2 separate regions of the Canis lupus genome follow, and region 1 is linked to region 2. Evidence: chromatin contacts called from public Hi-C data. All regions are on one chromosome and are shown on one strand. Each heading gives the region's core, a stretch centred on a gene start, on an enhancer-like site or on the middle of the called end of the contact. The rest is flanking DNA. Distances are from core to core; before and after follow the strand shown.

Region 1 (2,700 bases), core at 173-2,672, 360 kb after region 2:
ACAAGCTACTGCAGTTGGCTTCCACTGGATTGGTATCAAAGACTTGTCCAAGAGGCCAGACTCCAGCTAAGAGTTAGCAAGTCAGCAATCTTCCACACACACACACACACCCTCCACAGGGGTTGTTGTGGTAACAAGAACAAATGTGAACTTGGCCAGCCTTAATATCCTATTTGGTACCGACCATATATTTAAACAGCAGAATTCAAGAAGAGTGGAGAAAAAAACACTTTCTCCCCTTCCTCCTTTCAAATGTATAAAACAGCTGTCAATCCACCTGTGAAACATTCTATCTCCCCTAAAACTACTGTTTAGAGTTCAGGAGGAGAGGCTTGCCTATTCCTGCAAAGTACTTGAAAAGTCAAAGCTTCTAAGATAACCAGGGAAGTTTGTAATGCTGCCTATCCAATATGTGACTTTCCAAAGCTCAGTACCGTCCTGGATAGTTCAGGCAAGTTTTTAAGCCACGCATTTTTAAAAGTTGAACCTCCCCTTGCACAACAGTTAAAAGCTTCCCCGAATTCAAAAATAATAATTAATGCAAAGTTAATATTTCCCTAGAAGAGTTTTTCTAACTTTCTCCGAAAGGCAATTAGGAAAGCATTACAATTCATGCAAAAATTCCCCCAGTTTTTTTTTTTTTTTTCTTAAACTCAAAAACTCTTTCCTATTGTGCTTGCTAAATCCGGAAGAGCTTGTAGCTTTGACAGCTTGAACCACACCATCCCCTTCAGAGCCGCAGAGAACTTTAGATCTTTTCTGCCCCGCCCCCTCTGGCTACTGAGAACCATTGTACACCCAGGCTTCCTCACGATTGGATAAAGCTTTTGTCAATCTCCCATGTTGTACCATTGATTAGAGGATCGAATCGTCAATTATTCTCCGGGTCCAGACATTTCTTTTCGAGTTAGGTTGACTGCTGAGGCCAGACGTCTTTTTACAGAACAGAGCACGTACAGGATTTTTTTCCCCCTTTCTGGAACCGAGCAAGCGCTAGGAGGAAAAAAATCTGTCAAGCTCAGCAATTTTTTCAAATCTCGGGGAGGAAAAAAAAAAAAAAAAGGAAACCCGGTCTCTGATGCACATAGAAAAAAAAAAAAAAAGCCATCCACAAAGCTACGTCTTTAAAACAAAACCATCACAATAAACATTCACCCAGCAATCACTTAAATGCATATGCAAGCCAGAGAAATTTTAAAGTCTTAGCCATTAAACAAAATCATTCTACCATTATTGTTGTTTATAAAACACACATCGTATAAACGCAAAATAGAAAGTTTAAGATGTACCACGTACCATTGCAATGTAAAAAGAGTACGTGAGAAACTTTAAAATGTTCAGACGAATGGCTTCATTTGTTGTCCCCCTTTTTTGCATTAAAAAAAAATCTAAATAAACTTGGAACCGTTGAAAACCCGGAAGAGATTTTTTTTTAAAGCTGTTGGCCAATTGCAGGCTTCTTGGAGATTTTTTTTTTTTTTTTTAACTCCAAATCAGAAGGCTTTTGCAATTGCAATGCGCGCTCTCTGCCTCTCTCACTCTTTCTCTCTCTCTCTCTCTCTCTCTCTCCTCTTTTGATAGCAATCCAACCCGGGCTGGCTGGTTCTCAGATTCTCTCTGGTTTTGCCTTGTGTGCTTTGGATTGTACGAGACTTTGCAGAAGTTGCAATCGATTCGCAGTCCCTCTCTCCTCTCCCTACCCCCTTGTTTATTTCCGCAATCGCTGCAATTTGCATAGTAACCACGCACTAGGCGCCGGCGGCAGCCTGCGGAGGGGGCGGGGAGGGGGCAGGGACCAGGCCTTGCCCCCTTCTCCCCTCCTCCCGGCTCCCTGCCCGCCAGTCTCCTCCTCCCCCACGGTGCGTGGCCAATAGGAGCCCCGGGATTCAGCGCAGGCTCCGGTCGGCACACCGTTCGGAAGAAAAGCTCCAGTGTTACTAGGCCCTGCTCGCAGGATCGTGTTTTTGGCGCGGTGGAAGTTCCCCTGCTTGCGGACCTCGCAGCCGGTACTAGGACTATGTGAGGATGCAGGACCTTTGCCTGCGGTTGTGCGGGTTTTGTACGTTTTAATCAAGTCTGCACAGCTGCTCTCTCGGTTTCTTTTTCCATAGCCTCTCGTGAGTTATTAGGCTAGTTCATGATGGTTAGTGAGAGATTTAACCTTTATTTGCACTGTGTAGACCAAGAGTTAAAGATCCTCTTTGGTGCATTAAATCACGAGAGTGCAAAATGTCACAGAGAACTTGCAGTGAAATAAAGCTTCTACTTTAGATTCCGAAAGGAAAAGCCCGGCCGGTTCTGCTCTCTGCAGATGACTGAACATAAAATTGTTAGGTGGGCTCCCTCAAAAATAAAGTTGTCCCTTTAAAGGGGGGAGATGCAGTGGAATTCTAGCTTAATTGCCAAGCATCTATTGTGTCAATATCCTTACAAAACCGGGATTCCACAAAGTTTGACGCCCTCCCCCGCCCCCACCCCCCATCCCATCGCCCCAAGAGAAGGGCTGGGTTTGGACGGTTGAAATGGGGAGGGGGAGGCTGTTAATGTAATTATTGGAACATTAAGTGCTTCACCTAACTGATTCATCTTATTTCATTAACCCAGGCTCTTTAATACCATCTCAATGTCAACCTTTTAAGTGTTTGTTTTAAACAACAGACTAGCCCTTGGTGCAGTGGTGGTGCGGGGAAGGCGACTCTA
Region 2 (2,700 bases), core at 145-2,644:
GTTCTGAGTGTGTCAAAAATAAAGTATTTATGTCTGCTTGATATATATATATATATATATATATATATATATATATATATATATATATATATATGTTTTGCAGTCTGGTGGGGGCAGTTATAGGAGGGCAAGAAGCTTGATCATCTTGTCACTGAGCCCTCAGTGCCCAGCACAGTGCCAGGAGTAGAAGGTTCTCAACAAAGAAGTGTCGAATAAATGGACAATGGGTGAGGGAAGAGGTTTCCTGTGCCAATCAATGTCTACTTTGATGATTTTTCACATCTCCTTTTCAATGAGATGTAGGCACTAAAGATGGTATTGTGACATTCTCTGAACAGGCGCAGATGATCAATAGTGATAGAAAAATAGGGGCGGTGAAGTAGAAAAAGTGCTGTATGAAGAGTTCTGCAGGATTTGGGCAAGTCACAGCACCTCCTTGATACCCAGTTTCCTTTATGTGTGCCTGAGATAGATTTTATGAGGTAAAATGCTCCTTTGGCTCAGTGTTTCTAAGATAATTTATCAAAAATGATATATAATAATCAAGTGGGATCAAGATTTCACCCTATTAACTGCCATGATGTCCAAAGGACATAAATGAGGCCATTGCATAGCCTCTGTTCTTGTTTATGTTCAATCAGCACTTATTTAGAGCCTGCCATATGCCTGCTGGGCCCAGTTACCAGTTACCTTTTCCTTTCAAAAATCCTCAGGTGATTGGCTTTGGATAACATCACTTTATATGCTGGCAATTCTTTCTCTGTTGGCTAACCAAAGTGACCAGTTATGGTCTAATATCAGAGTTGGTTTCTCAAGTGAAACAGAAGTGTTTAGCTTTTGCCAACTTCTCCCTAGAGATGCCCTGCCAAATTCACCACATTCATCATCATTCACAGAAAAATCACCAACTTCTAGCAAAAGTGAATGTCTCTGAAAATGGAGTTGGCAGTATCAGAAAGGGGTACATTTGAGTGGGTTCAGTCAGACTTTCATTGGTGCCCAAGAGATTCAACTAGGTAAAGGACAGCCTCTGATCCCAGGGGGATGTGGCAAAATGATAGCTACGTGGAGGTGGGTATGAGATTTCCTGGTCGCACAAGCTACCTCTGATTTCCAGAGGACTTGAAAAAGCCAGGCCTGAATCGAAAAACTACTCATCCTGTGTAACTTTTAGATATTCTTCTTTGACCACATGCTTGGAGGAACACAATAAAGCCTCTTGTGTCCCGAAAGGAAATCATCCTGGCAAATACAAATGGCCTAAATCTAACCGGACAAAAGGAGGGGGGTGGGGGGAGAAAGGACAGGGGTGGCAAGCCCCAAGCTGTATTTCCAGGAGGCTTCTCCCAGTAGCCCACTGATCCGTGCGTGCTACGGCCTCCGTCTCATCTCTCGCTATCAAAACAGTATCCAAGTTTGGGTGCGGCGAGTAACGCTTACGGCATTTCTGTCCTCACACTTTCTAAGTCGGTGGTGAAATTCCAGCCTTCTTCAATCTGACGCTGCATAGTAGCTCTTGAAGCACACACGGGGGACCCAGTGAGTCAGCAGGGGGAGCAGTTTTCCATACCACAGTTTCTGGACACAACCTCAGTGCACTACAAAAATCTGCAGTGCCTCTGCACTTCTCTTAAAAAGCAAAGCAAAAAAAAAAAAAAAAAAAAAAGTTTCTTCACACATCTTACTATTCAGTGTGCGCCTTGCCGACAAGGTTACCCCAGAGCAGCTCTGTAATCCTTCACTGAAATAGGCTTTATTGATTGCTCTGGTCTATTGTTCTCTTTTCAAGTCCCCCAAGTTCAAGTTCATCCTGGTGTTACATCATGTCTGGTTGCTAAGAGCAACCAGACAGACCCAGACGTGACTATCATTAGCAAGAAACCCTCCGCTCTCCTCCCACCAACCTTCCAGTGGCTCTGACGTAGCAAGCCCACTGCAAACACATTGAAGTATTTATTCTGCCTAATTTATGACCTACACGGCAAGCGAGACCCCCACTCCAAAAACCAACACTGTTGTATATTTAATTAATCTGTCTTTCTCTGGCACTTGGGAAAGTTAGACAAAGGACTAATTATTGTGTTTCACTCTCCACACTTTTCTTTCGGGGGTGTGTGTGTGAATATTTGCATGGGAAAGAAAACCACAAGGCCTAGCATTCCCCCCCCCTCCACTTTTTCTTTTTTGCCCTATTGACATTTCATGAAATACTTTAGCTGCTTAAGGGAATTAGAAAAAAAATGCGATGTGAATGTTACTCCTTCTGAGTTGGTATTCAGTAACACAAATCAACTCATGACATGTTTAAATTTAAATGCTAACCACACACTCTCAGAGTTACTTTAAAGGTTAGTTTTTAATCAATAGAAGTTGCTGACTCTGGGTTTTTGAGCTGCGCACTGCAGCTCTTGGGCTTTTGTCTACCGTTAGAGCTTTCAAACTTTTTTTTTCCTTGAGATGATTTTAGCAATGATTTTCAGACACAGAAGGCTATTGTGCTCTGACCAGCAACATATCAATAGAGAAGCGAGTTGCCCTGTGGTGTGGTGTCAATATGACTCCTGAAGGCATGGGTTGGGGGTCTTTAATAACCCATGAAAAAAACTTAATTAACCCTTTCAGGCCCAAACCAAAACCTATTCTTAAACTTTTTCACTCCTGTAATTTGACCATTAGTACTTATTTCAACATCACACTAAT

Evidence for each region. A called contact is a pair of places that touch in the nucleus more often than the background predicts.
Region 1: a contact with region 2 is called in a Hi-C map of skin fibroblasts, with 2.6 times the contacts expected there. The contact joins the promoter of NFIA here to the enhancer-like site in region 2. A contact is called at or near these places in 2 of 9 Hi-C or Micro-C datasets (amygdala and skin fibroblasts).

The regions. Positions count from the first base shown.
Region 1 is chr5:49,210,064-49,212,763 of UU_Cfam_GSD_1.0, forward strand. NFIA (nuclear factor 1 A-type) reads right to left here and starts at 1,423. Exons shown (of 12, transcript XM_038537347.1): 1 at 1,297-1,423. The coding sequence starts at 1,377. It overlaps LOC102154089 (a long non-coding RNA gene), which reads left to right. Exons shown (of 3, transcript XR_005359684.1): 3 at 1-1,062.
Region 2 is chr5:48,845,992-48,848,691 of UU_Cfam_GSD_1.0, forward strand. All of the region lies in intron 11 of NFIA (nuclear factor 1 A-type), which reads right to left. Among named protein-coding and RNA genes, the nearest start is that of TM2D1, 220 kb to the left of the region's middle. Within about 2 kb of position 1,395, at least 6 of the 20 cell types and tissues checked have an H3K27ac peak or open chromatin away from gene starts, as enhancers often do.